Linked DNA regions of Mus musculus: region 2 is linked to region 1. Evidence: chromatin contacts called from public ChIA-PET data. All regions are on one chromosome and are shown on one strand. Each heading gives the region's core, a stretch centred on a gene start, on an enhancer-like site or on the middle of the called end of the contact. The rest is flanking DNA. Distances are from core to core; before and after follow the strand shown. Region 1 overlaps Arid1b (AT rich interactive domain 1B (SWI-like)). Region 2 overlaps Snx9 (sorting nexin 9).

Region 1 (7,050 bases), core at 2,032-4,531:
GTAATGGGTAAGGAGTTTGTGGCTGTGCTTACAGGCCTGGATGCCCAGAAATGAGAGACAGGCTGCTGGTGTGACAGTTCTCCTAGGTGGTCAGCTCAGTAAGGCTGGAAGGTAAAGGCAGAGGAAGAGCCTAAGCCAACATGTAAAACCCCAGGCCATGCTGCTCTGAACGCATGCAGCTCTGCCATGTGTAGCCTCGTTTTCTATAACCTCTTCTCAAGTCAGAGCTTTCAAGACACAGTCAGGAGGATACTTGGGGCTCAGGAGAAAGCCCAGAAAGTAGACAGCTGACAAATGCAAGAATAGACCATAGTCCCCGGACAGTGAGTTGTGGACTAGACCCTAGTCCCCGGACAGTGAGTTGTGGACTAGACCCTAGTCCCCGGACAGTGAGTTGTATACTAGACGCTAGGTCCCGGACAGTGAGTTGTATACTAGACCCTAGGCCCCGGACAGTAAGTTGTGGACTAGACCCTAGGCTCCAGACAGTGAGTTGTGGACTAGACCCTGGTCCCGGGACAGTGAGTTGTGGACTAGACCCTGGTCCCCGGACAGTGAGTTGTGGACTAGACCCTAGTCCCTGGACAGTGAGTTGTGGACTAGACCCTAGTCCCCGGACAGTGAGTTGTAGACTAGACCCTAGTCCCGGGACAGTGAGTTGTGGACTAGACCCTAGTCCCCGGACAGTGAATTGTATACTAGACGCTAGGTCCCGGACAGTGAGTTGTATACTAGACCCTAGGCCCCGGACAGTAAGTTGTGGACTAGACCCTAGGCTCCAGACAGTGAGTTGTGGACTAGACCCTGGTCCCCGGACAGTGAGTTGTGGACTAGACCCTAGTCCCCGGACAGTGAGTTGTGGACTAGACCCTAGTCCCCGGACAGTGAGTTGTAGACTAGACCCTAGTCCCGGGACAGTGAGTTGTGGACTAGACCCTAGGCTCCGGACAGTGAGTTGTGGACTAGACCCTGGTCCCCGGACAGTGAGTTGTGGACTAGACCCTAGGCTCCGGACAGTGAGTTGTGGACTAGACCCTGGTCCCTGGACAGTGATTATAGTAGGAGCTTTCTTTCTAGGAGAATGTTATCAAAGATAAAAGTATAAATTATAGCTCATCAGGCCCATAAAACCAGGACATTTATATAAAACATTTCAAGACAAGAATGCCATTGGTTTAAGTAAATAAAGAGCAATCTTTAAAGTCAAATTTCTGCTTATGAAAAATAACATGATGACTGAAAATATCTAACCTCTGGGAATGGTATTATCAACTCTCAAATAGATGAGGTAAATTGAATCAGAATTTTCAGAATTCAGAGATAAAACAAACATTTTTGCTGTAGGCAACTGGCATACCTGATTTTGCATACACACACACACAGTAGGTAGAACTTTCTATTTAAACTTGATTACACACTGACACAGTGATGGTCCCCCTCAGATCTTATAAATTAGATTTCGCTTTTACAAAGCCAGGTAGGAATAAAGGAAGGTTATTAATCCAGTAATATGCTACACACAACTCAGAAACGAGCCACCCACACAATTAGTGCAGTTCTAGGAACAAAACTTAGGCTGACACGTCCTCCAGCTCACTTCTCGCTGTACCTACTCGACAACTGAGCGGGCGTGGATCTGCGGGAAAGGAGCAGGCATCTTGGGCTAATCTTTGCTGTGGTTGCCTCCCAGGTATGTCCTTCCTAGTCCATGTAACCAACTCAAGAACTTGCAAAATGACTGCAACCATGACCTATGGGTTGCAGGTAAGTTCTAACTATGCTCAGCCCATAAGCTCACATGGTTAAGTACTTGAAACAAAACAAAATACAAAGCCAACAACAACCCAAATCAGTATTTGTTAACAGACTAGAAACATGGAATTCAAATGGTGGCCTCCCTGTATTTCCCTATAGCAAGACACAGCAACCCCTGGTTCCTCCTGTGACAGCTGAGGCAGGGACTGAGCAACTGGGCCAGACCACGTGGCTGAGGATGTTTACTGTCTGACTCCTGATGCAAAGGCTTAGGTGCTGGCGCTAGACAGGTCTCAGGTGACCCACAAGAAGACCTTACGGCCTGCATTCGTTCCTGCACATCTTACCAGCAACAGTACCAAAACCTCCTGAAAGACTGACTGAGATGGAGGGTTCGCTGCGAATGGATAATCTCAGCACTGAACAAAACACAGGAAATTAAAGTAGCTTTGTAAAACAGTTCTTTTTGCCAAAAGGATATCCTAAAAGCTAGTGGGCTAGCAAGGTCACTTGCCAAAATGGCTTTTGTTGTTTTCTTAAACCACTAGTGGAGTAGTGATGGTATCTCATTCCACTGGACCAAGCTCAACTTTACAATTTGATGTGACTGGCTAATTAGCCCAAAGTGAGGGTGCAGTTTGTCTCACTAACTAGCTTTGATAAGAAGAAAAAGAAACCAAATCAAAACAACAGCTAAACAATTGCACAAGTTTTCTCTTAAAAAAGCAAAAGCTACAAAAGAAAAACTCTTCTGGGACGAGATGACATATAAGATTCGGGTGCCTGTGACAGAGCCCGTGACCCCGAGTTCACAAGCAAGCCCTGTATCATGAACCTTTGAGCAGGTGCTTTGCCAATACCAGCCAGTGAGGCACACTCCATCCACGTTAAGGCTCCTTGAGAGGAAACACTTATCCCACACCTTTACAGAGAAGATAATTTGGCAAATCGCTAGGTAGACATTTTCTACTGCAGACCAAACAGAGTTAAACAGATACAATGTAAATGCAGCTTTCAATTGTAGTTAAATAATTTTATGCAAATCTTCCTTCATAAAAACTGGAATGTTACTCATAAATTTCTGTAATTCTCTGCATGACCTACAAATTTCTTCCCCATCCTCCCTTAAAACTCCACCTCCTTGCTGAAGAAAGCGACAAGAGGGGGTGTTAGCGAGCCCCGTTCGCGCACGCTGCAGAGGCATCAAAACCACTTCTGTTATTCAACAGGCTGACAGAGGAAGCATCAAGAGGGAAATATAACAATGGCAGCGCCCTCGTGCTCACACGTCATCAGAAGCTCGGCGCTGACTAGACCTTGGTGCAACAGAAGAGCAATAAAAAGATATAATTTTTATATTACTGCTATACCCTCTTGGAACTTTTATATGTAAATGACACAGAAACGCTCCTGCCCTGCAGATCCTTGTGGTCTCTGTATGTAGAGCTATCTTAAAGCATACTAATAAAGGAAGTTCGGTAGCGCTCTAAGCAGTCAGCCTTGGTGACACTCCCCAGAGGACAGTTAGTCAGCAGGGCACCAGCTCCCTCTTCGGTAAGTACCAAAGTCAGATCTGAGAGGCCTGCATGCACAGGCAAAGCTGTCCTGCATCTCCTCCCAGGGAGGCACCTTCAAGCTACACTGCTTCTATTCATCTTGCTGGAGGGCTGGCAGCGAGGGCTCTGTGGAGGCTGTAGGCCTTGCCTCACAGCACCCATTATGGCCTCTCTTTCCCAGTGGACAGAAGGGCAAAGTTCCTGCTTCATAACCTGATATGCTGAGGTTCTGCTATTGCATTGGGTTTTCTCTGTTTAATGCCACCCAGAATACTGAATATTTATCAACACAACACAGCTGATGTGAGCTCACTGTTATCAACAAGGGTCCATTTAGTTTTAAAAGTCCCTGTATCAAACATCATGACAACCTGCAGTATTCTCTTTTTAATTTTTAAAGTCATTTCAAGGCAAGGTCTCTGCACACTTTACCACTGCAACCTCACACCCCTCACTGTCCCAAGGACAAATCTCAGTCTAACTCAAGTGACTGGTCAGTGGATGAAATACCACAAACAGCAACAGGAACTTCATCTGACTTTTCTCTGAATTATTACAACTCAACAATAAGCCTGATTTCTTATGTGGTTGCAGTAATAGAGAAGGAGAGCACATGGCAAACTATATGAAGACAGTGTCCAGGAGTCACTGTAAAACGTTACACACAAACACTAAGTAGAAGCTTTCTCAAGTCTATGCATTGCAGGAACCTCCCTGAGAATACTCACTTTAAAATTTATGAGTCACTACATCAGAATTTCTTTGGCTCTGTGGTATGGTGTTCAATTCAGCACATGTCAGCCCAGGATAAGTTCAGTCAACACTGGGACACGATACTGATTTAGAGAACTGGGAATAAGCTAGCATATTGTACTCCCTTGCTTAATTAAATAAGTGGGTTTTCAAAAAGCAAATGAACTTGCAAATACTCCCAGCCACAGCTCTCGATACAATTAGCTGCTGGAGGAGAGATCAGCCCTGATGGTGAGCTGCCCCACACGGCACACATTCGGGCATCCCTTGCTTAAGCACGCCACATGAGGACACGGGATAAACAGAGTTAGGAACAGAGAAGATATTTCAATCAATGCAACAGGCACAGGCCTCATTTCAGGGTTTTAATAGGACACAGCTAATGATGTCTCACTGTGACTTCCCAGGGGCGCAAGGCACGGGTTAAAACACCGGATCACAACTCTTCAGAACTCTCAGTGATCTTCAGCTGCACGAAGACCTTCCTGCCTTCCATCCTCCCGCAACCCCCGACGGAAACAAAGAAACACAGAGAAACACACACACGCGCACACTCAAACAATTCAACACACACAAACAGAGATACAAACACATGCACCCCATATACACACAGAAACAAAGAAATACACAGAGAAACACGCACCCTACACACTCAGACAACTCACAACACACACTAAGAAACACACTCTCAAACAATTCAACACACATACACACACACACACACAGACGCAGACCCATGCATACACAGACACCACACGCATACCTTCAACTAGACCCTAACTTTAAGGACACCGACTCTTATGCTAAGCACGGGACAGAGACAAGATGGATTCCAATGTTCAAGAGCAAATGAAAACGAACGTATTAACACCACACAACATAACCCAGCACATGCAAACAGTTCTAAATATTTACCACAAAAGCTCTCCTGAAACTACTGACCCAGCTGTTACACTTTATGAATGAATTCTCAGCCTGACTACCAAGCATCACCTCAGGGGGTCAAAGACCCAGCCTCCTCATTAGCTTCTTAGCCTACTTGAAAAGTACAATAAAGTCACTTCACACCTTCCCAGCTTATTTTGGTACTGTAACTTCAAGCATTGATGCAAATGTACCTTGAAGTTGATATCTAAGTTGAGCTAATAATTGGCACACAAAGTAAGAATGCTCAGTGACTTAGATTCCCACGACTTCCCAGGTTCTCAGCACAAAGCCGAATCGCAAGCAGCCTGCCCAGGCTCCCCCTGCTCATTTGTCTAGATGGCAATTGAGTTTTTAAAAGCTTAGAGTTCCGGTCTCAATATGAGACATGAAGGATGTCAGAAAGACAGAGCAAATCCTCAGACCTGAGGTCTGAAAACCACCCTCCTTTCAGCTTTCGCATTCAAAACTTTACCTCTTTATCCTACAGGACAATATATACATCGCTCCGCCAACTGATGTGTGAGGTTGGCCGGAGAAAATACTCATCATGGATGCGAAAAGTCACAGACTCCAATGGATGACAGGGACATACCCCAAAGCCAAGGGAACTACACAGAAAAATGTGGGTCAGACTCCACGCCATGCAGATAGCCAAGAGCTCCTCTGGGAACAACTTGCCCCCGACTCATTTGCAGCTCTACTCAAGCAATGATTGCATTGTGGGCAATTCTCGTTTTAAGGGGACATCTCTGGGATAATGAGCTAAGCTGACACTTTACACAGGCAGAATTCAGTCTTAAGCATACCATTAAAAACGTTGTAACACTTATATTTCCTCAAAATAAGAGACATAAAAGTAGGATGGGCATCTTGCTTTGGGAAGAAAGGGGGATTTGGCGGGAGAGGGATAAGGCAAGTTAATGAGGGCGATTATGATCAAATATATAATGGATAAAACTGTAAAAGAATAAATAAAATGTAAGAATCAGCACATAAAGTAACAGCTAGTCTTAAAGGTTTTGACGTGAAAACTGTGTGTGCGTGCGTGCGTGTGTGCGTGCATGAATATATGTGTGTGTGTGTGTGTGTGTGTGTGTGTGTGAGAGAGAGAGGGGGGGGGGAGACGTGTGCATACCTGTTTGTGTGCAGTGTATGTGCAGATGCAACCGCACAGAGAGGCCTACGGTCACCTCATGTGTCTTCCTCCATTACTGTTTATTTATTGAGACAGTATGTCTTACTCACCCTGAAGCTGACCAATGGTCTAGCTATCCAGCAAGCCCCACAGATCCTCCTGTCTCCACGGTGCCTTGCTTTTTAATTGGGAATATGGACCCTGAATTCAGGGTCAGCAAACACAATGGTCCTTATGTTTACCCAGCAAGCACTTCACTAACTAAGCCATTTCCCTGGTCCCAGGTGAACATTCTTAACATGAAGTATATAGCCATTGCAAATTCAGAGGGGCGCGTAGCATGGGCATGAAACATGCCACGTGAAAAGCGGGTGTTTCTCACTGCATGCTCCTTGTGTGTGTGTGTGTGTGTGTGGGGCATGTGTGACAAAAATACTCCCGAGTTTTGAACTCCTCCTGAGTGATTTTCTGCTCTTCCGCGACCAATAACCATCTCCAGATGTGCTGGCAACATACAGGCCTTTTTACCACAGCACTGAGTCTTGAATTAAAAGTCAACTTGGTAAAAGAGTTTATAACTTTGGTCGTATGAACTTTGGAATTAACCTGCATCTGGAAGTAACCCTAGCCTTTGTTAAAGTGCCTGGGAATAGCCTCGTAAATAATTTTAAGTGTTAGAAATGACTCAACTCTGCGGCCATGAGTTGGCACTGGGACGTTACAGTTATTTGCTCACTGGAATAAACCACAGTATACTGTCTGGTGAGCTCATTGTTTTACCCTCCAAATACTCCACACCTAACACGGTGGACAAAACCCTTCCTGTCCTTCAATCAAGGCCTACGTCCGCACTGAAAAACTATGGCTCTCGTGCACCAGTGACTGACTGCCGTCCTTTAACAACTGTGAGAAAAGTCATGTTTT
Region 2 (7,050 bases), core at 2,116-4,615, 650 kb before region 1:
CTTAGGGACCAAGCACATGGGCGGTTCTCAATCATCCAGGACATCTGACGTTCTCCATGACCTCCACTGGCACTGAGACACAGCCCAGGTAGCCCATGAGAGCTTGAGCAGCCTGGTCAGGCTGCAAATACTATAGGTTTAGCATATAGGGCCAAAAAGCAAAGCTATGAGAATAATCATTATCATAAACCAAAAGAGGGGCTCAAAGTAGCTGGAGAGAGGCAATCAGAGAAGCCCTGGTAACCAAGCACAGCTTCCTGCCTCAGATACAGCCACTGCACTGTGATGGGGTATTCAGGAAGAACACTGGGGAACAAACCTCAGACAAGGAGCCTTAGGGCAAGAGACACAGCTGCTGGTGTGGAGCCTAGGGGCTGTGGGGGGAACTAGGAGGACATAGCAGCTGGTGTGGAGCCTAGGGGCTGTGGGGGGAACTAGGAGGACATAGCAGCTGGTGTGGAGCCTAGGGGCTGTGGGGGGAACTAGGAGGACATAGCAGCTGGTGTGGAGCCTAGGGGCTGTGGGGGGAACTAGGAGGACATAGCAGCTGGTGTGGAGCCTAGGGGCTGTGGGGGGAACTAGGAGGACATAGCAGCTGGTGTGGAACCTAGGGGCTGTGGGGGGAACTAGGAGGACATAGCAGCTGGTGTGGAGCCTAGGGGCTGTGGGGAGAACTAGGAGGACATAGCAGCTGGTGTGGAACCTAGGGGCTGTGGGGGGAACTAGGAGGACATAGCAGCTGGTGTGGAACCTAGGGGCTGTGGGGGGAACTAGGAGGACATAGCTGGTGTGGAGCCTAGGGGCTGTGGGGGGAACTAGGAGGACATAGCAGCTGGTGTGGAACCTAGGGGCTGTGGGGGGAACTAGGAGGACATAGCAGCTGGTGTGGAGCCTAGAGTCTGTGACAAGGTTGGGGAGGACGTGCCCAGGGGCACAGGCAGAAGGCTGTGGGCCTGCACTCTCTCAGTGGCGTCCTGGGAAGCAGGTGAAGACAGAAGCAGTGGCTGAAAGGTTTGCTCATTACAGAGACTAATTCTCCCTCCTATCTGCTCTTCTCCCTTCTGAAGAAAATAAGAGTAATTGAGATAATTTTCCTCAGAACTTTTATTTCAAACAGCTTTCATCTCACAGTCCTGCTAAAGACTTAAGAATGCTTACAATTAAGTTGCATATAAAGAGAATTGGACAGTGTGGTGACTACCACAGAGATAACAGAGCGTGCGTGGCCTGGATGATTTAATAATGGTATTGTTTACTTCTGAGCAACAAAGATCACAGAAGAAACTCAATGGGCTATAAAAATTGTATTCTATAAAAAGAAATGTGCTAAATTTCCACCAGAGGGAGTCTGAACCCAGAGACCACACAAATGCTTATGGGAAAGGAAGGGAAGGGAAGAGCGGTGTAGTCAGAGCTGCTCGTGCATGTATGAAGATGAACGCCTCTATGTGCACACACAAGTTCAAAGAGGGTTTATGAACACGGTGTTGTGGCCCTGCTGGGAGCTAAGCTAACACACACTGCTTTCTGGTAATCCTACTACAGGGTCAGGCTAAGAACAGAGAGAGCAATCAGAAACTAAGCTGTTTAGGACCGTCGGCATGACTGCCTATGTATTACAGAGACTCAGCCCTGTAGCGTAGGGACAAACCACTGGGAGTTGATTTCAGAACCACAACAGATGCTTGGCAGGCTACAAATGTTAGGGAACACCAGCAAAAAAGAGGCGCAATAAATTTAGTCACACACTCAGCCACATGCAGGGGCTGAACTTCTCTAGGTGTGCATGTGACAGCTTCTTGTAGCATCAGCATTTCATAAGCACCAGCTGAAACACCGATGTGAGCTGCTGAGCATGTAGAAGAAAGGCACCACATGAACGCACATCCACAGCACTGTACGCTCGCCCGCTCTTACCGGGTTTGTAACTGTGATGATTTCTCCTTCAGTAACGGTCAGCTCATTGTTTCCAGGCTCAGCAGCAAAGTCGTACATGACCCGAGCCTGCAGGAAGTGGGCAGGAAAAGAGGACGTTACAAATGTTAAGTCCAAAACAGATCTCAACATCTTAGCTTGCCTGTAAGTGCAACTGTGTGAACCTGACAGTGCCTGTGGCTGACCAGGAGAAAAGGAGAGACAGTTCAGGACACCTAGCTCCTTCAGAACCCAATGACTAGAGCCCCTGCACATATTGCATTTAGAGAGGTTGGTCCTAAAATACAATTCCAAACACACCTGCTTCATTAAAGCAAAAGCCCTCCCCTTCCATGTGGTCAGAAGCAGATGCAGGCACTGGTAATGGGTCCACTCAGGAATGGAGGCATTGCACACAGGCAGGCATGCTATGCCAGCCTTACACACGACAGAAACTCTTGGGATCACTCTTCAGCCCAGGAGCTAGCCCCTAGGATGACTTCTAGCCTCACACAGCAGACACGGACACTCTTCCACACTTTCCGCCGGACCAAGAGCTACAACAGGACTATGTATACTAGCCAGTTCTCCCAAATAGCTCTGATTTTCGAACTTTCAAAGTGGATCACCTACTTGTGGGGCATGTGGCTGTGACAGAGGACAGTGCAGCTGCACTCACTAAACCTATCCTCAGTAAACGCCCTGCAGGCAGCAGGCAGCAGGCAGCAGGCAGCAGGCAGCAGGCAGCAGGCAGCAGGCAGCAGGCAGCAGGCAGCAGGCAGCAGGCAGCAGGCAGCAGGCAGCAGGCAGCAGGCAGCAGGCAGCAGGCAGCAGGCAGCAGCCAGTAGCCAGCAGCCAGTAGCCAGCAGCCAGCAGAGAAGGACCAGCCTGAACTCACCACTGTCTTCCTCTCAGAGCTGCTTCAATTCCAACTATTTTAACAGAGATGGAAGACTCACACGTAGTGAGAAGATGAGAGGGGCCCCACTACCTTGAAATACATACAAAAGTAATAGAAACTATCTGTGAACAAGCCATGGGCCAGGTACTTAAAGCTCCGACACGCTTTAACGGGTGCTTCATAATGTTCAGTGGAAAATTTTTTTGACTTTTGCCCACATTTGAAATTTTTCCTTAAAAAAATCCTGGAAAGAAACAAATGGCAGTGTAGTCTGTCAGTCAAGAAACCCCATCCGCTGTCTCCTGGCAGCAAGGAAGGGGCTGAGGCTGAGGGACAGGCAAGGGGACAAACACTGCCAGTCTACACAGCCCAGGACAACGGACAAAGAAACCACGTGGAGGTACTGTCCTCACACAGCTGCACAGTCGATAGAATTCTGCTTGTCACATTGTGGGATGTTTTTTGGAGGCATGTCACATCAACCTCAGCCCTCTGCGGCGAGGGCAGGGGGAGATAAATGGGAGGGCGGCCTGCGGAAGGAAGTGAGCTTCCTCTGGAGCAGAGCCCGGCCTGCTGGCCCAGCTCCAGGCTGGGGAGCAACCTGCTGCTTTGTTGTTGCTCCTTGAGATGCCTGTTGCATTTTTCAGTTCAGCTAAATTCAGTTGCTCCCCAGGTACTGAATCCTGAAGGCCCTGGTGACTATGTGTAATTCTGTGAAGTGGAATGCGAGACAGTGACACGCAAAGCGATGGGTGGAAACTGCTTCGCACTCTAGACATTGGTGAACAGCCACAACACGATGGTTGGAGAGTGTGTGCCCTTCAAAGCTCATGTTCAGCCATCACCCCGGGTCCGGTGTTCTGAGCAGGAACCTAACGGAGCTGCTACTACACTCAGAATGCATTGCTACAAACCAGACTTCTTAGAGAGGGCTTACTCTCTAGCTTTTCTGCCACGTGAGGACCGGCATCCTCCCCTCCACCTGATGCACAGAAGGAGGGCTAATAGAGTCTTGAATTTGACTTCCCTGTATCTGTAATGCTGGTGAAATAAATTCCAGTCTCTGTAAGCTGCCTGCCCTCTGCATTCTGTTGTGGCAGCACAAATGGATGCAGACTCACAAATAGATACTGGCCTCAGCTCCAGTGTCTGCTGCCTACTTCCTATACACACGGCCTCAGCTCCAGTGTAACTGTCTACTTCCTATACACACGGCCTCAGCTCCAGTGTAACTGTCTACTTCCTATACACACGGCCTCAGCTCCAGTGTAACTGTCTACTTCCTATACACACGGCCTCAGCTCCAGTGTAACTGTCTACTTCCTATACACACGGCCTCAGCTCCAGTGTCTACTGCCTACTTCCTATACACACGGCCTCAGCTCCAGTGTAACTGTCTACTTCCTATACACACGGCCTCAGCTCCTGTGTAACTGTCTACTTCCTATACACACAGCCTCAGCTCTAGTGTAACTGTCTACTTCCTATACACACGGCCTCAGGTCCAGTGTAACTGTCTACTTCCTATACACACGGCCTCAGCTCCAGTGTCTGCTGACTACTTCCTATACACACGGCCTCAGCTCCAGTGTCTACTGCCTACTTCCTATACACACGGCCTCAGCTCCAGTGTAACTGTCTACTTCCTATACACACGGCCTCAGCTCCAGTGTAACTGTCTACTTCCTATACACACGGCCTCAGCTCCAGTGTAACTGTCTACTTCCTATACACACGGCCTCAGCTCCAGTGTAACTGTCTACTTCCTATACACACGGCCTCAGCTCCAGTGTCTACTGCCTACTTCCTATACACACGGCCTCAGCTCCAGTGTAACTGTCTACTTCCTATACACACGGCCTCAGCTCCTGTGTAACTGTCTACTTCCTATACACACAGCCTCAGCTCTAGTGTAACTGTCTACTTCCTATACACACGGCCTCAGGTCCAGTGTAACTGTCTACTTCCTATACACACGGCCTCAGCTCCAGTGTCTGCTGACTACTTCCTATACACACGGCCTCAGCTCCAGTGTCTACTGCCTACTTCCTATACACACGGCCTCAGCTCCAGTGTCTACTGCCTACTTCCTATACACACGGCCTCAGCTCCAGTGTAACTGTCTACTTCCTATACACACGGCCTCAGCTCCAGTGTAACTGTCTACTTCCTATACACACGGCCTCAGGTCCAGTGTAACTGTCTACTTCCTATACACACGGCCTCAGCTCCAGTGTCTGCTGTCTACTTCCTATACACACGGCCTCAGCTCCAGTGTCTGCTGACTACTTCCTATACACACGGCTTCAGCTCCAGTGTCTACTGACTACTTCCTATACACACGGCCTCAGCTCCAGTGTCTACTGACTACTTCCTATACACACGGCCTCAGCTCCAGTGTCTGCTGACTACTTCCTATACACACGGCCTCAGCTCCAGTGTAACTGTCTACTTCCTATACACACGGCCTCAGCTCCAGTGTAACTGTCTACTTCCTATACACACGGCCTCAGCTCCAGTGTCTACTGCCTACTTCCTATACACACGGCCTCAGCTCCAGTGTAACTGTCTACTTCCTATACACACGGCCTCAGCTCCTGTGTAACTGTCTACTTCCTATACACACAGCCTCAGCTCTAGTGTAACTGTCTACTTCCTATACACACGGCCTCAGGTCCAGTGTAACTGTCTACTTCCTATACACACGGCCTCAGCTCCAGTGTCTGCTGACTACTTCCTATACACACGGCCTCAGCTCCAGTGTCTACTGCCTACTTCCTATACACACGGCCTCAGCTCCAGTGTCTACTGCCTACTTCCTATACACACGGCCTCAGCTCCAGTGTCTGCTGCCTACTTCCTATACACATGGCCTCAGCTCCAGTGTCTGCTGACTACTTCCTATACACACGGCCTCAGCTCCAGTGTCTGCTGTCTACTTCCTATACACACGGCCTCAGCTCCAGTGTCTGCTGTCTACTTCCTATACACACGGCCTCAGCTCCTGTGTCTGCTGTCTACTTCCTATACACACGGCCTCAGCTCCAGTGTCTACTGCCTACTTCCTATACACACGGCCTCAGCTCCAGTGTAACTGCCTACTTCCTATACACACGGCCTCAGCTCCAGTGTCTGCTGACTACTTCCTATACACACGGCCTCAGCTCCAGTGTCTACTGCCTACTTCCTATACACACGGCCTCAGCTCCAGTGTAACTGCCTACTTCCTATACACACGGCCTCAGCTCCAGTGTCTGCTGTCTACTTCCTATACACACGGCCTCAGCTCCAGTGTCTGCTGCCTACTTCCTATACACACGGCCTCAGCTCCAGTGTCTGCTGCCTACTTCCTATACAGGCGGCCTCAGTTCCAGTGTCTACTGACTACTTCCTATACACGCGGCCTCAGGTCCAGTGTAACTGCCTACTTCCTATACACACGGCCTCAGCTCCAGTGTCTACTGCCTACTTCCTATACACACGGCCTCAGCTCCAGTGTAACTGTCTACTTCCTATACACACGGCCTCAGGTCCAGTGTAACTGTCTACTTCCTATACACACGGCCTCAGCTCCAGTGTCTGCTGTCTACTTCCTATACACACGGCCTCAGGTCCAGTGTCTGCTGACTACTTCCTATACACACGGCTTCAGCTCCAGTGTCTACTGACTACTTCCTATACACACGGCCTCAGCTCCAGTGTCTACTGACTACTTCCTATACACACGGCCTCAGCTCCAGTGTAACTGTCTACTTCCTATACACACGGCCTCAGCTCCAGTGTAACTGTCTACTTCCTATACACACGGCCTCAGGTCAGTGTAACTGTCTACTTCCTATACACACGGCTCAGCTCCAGTGTCTGCTGTCTACTTCCTATACACACGGCTCAGCTCCAGTGTCTGCTGCCTACTTCCTATACACACGGCCTCAGCTCCAGTGTCTGCTGCCTACTTCCTATACAGGCGGCCTCAGTTCCAGTGTCTACTGACTACTTCCTATACACGCGGCCTCAGGTCCAGTGTAACTGCCTACTTCCTATACACACGGCCTCAGCTCCAGTGTCTACTGCCTACTTCCTATACACACGGCCTCAGCTCCAGTGTAACTGTCTACTTCCTATACACACGGCCTCAGGTCCAGTGTAACTGTCTACTTCCTATACACACGGCCTCAGCTCCAGTGTCTGCTGTCTACTTCCTATACACACGGCCTCAGGTCCAGTGTCTGCTGACT

The links. ChIA-PET counts read pairs in DNA pulled down with a chosen protein or histone mark.
Region 2: an RNA polymerase II ChIA-PET map of memory CD8 T cells shows a contact between it and region 1, with 6 read pairs. The contact joins two enhancer-like sites. A contact is called at or near these places in 2 of 115 datasets of contacts at active chromatin or transcription factors (memory CD8 T cells and microglia).

Annotation. Positions count from the first base shown.
Region 1 is chr17:5,234,997-5,242,046 of GRCm38.p6, reverse strand. All of the region lies in intron 4 of Arid1b (AT rich interactive domain 1B (SWI-like)), which reads right to left. Among named protein-coding and RNA genes, the nearest start is that of Gm34854, 14 kb to the right of the region's middle. Within about 2 kb of position 3,281, at least 164 of the 459 cell types and tissues checked have an H3K27ac peak or open chromatin away from gene starts, as enhancers often do. A contact at or near this core is called in memory CD8 T cells and microglia, where this site is marked.
Region 2 is chr17:5,881,951-5,889,000 of GRCm38.p6, reverse strand. It overlaps Snx9 (sorting nexin 9), which reads right to left. Exons shown (of 18, transcript NM_025664.6): 2 at 1,918-2,004. Among named protein-coding and RNA genes, the nearest start is that of Gm35474, 37 kb to the right of the region's middle. Within about 2 kb of position 3,365, at least 98 of the 459 cell types and tissues checked have an H3K27ac peak or open chromatin away from gene starts, as enhancers often do. A contact at or near this core is called in memory CD8 T cells and microglia, where this site is marked.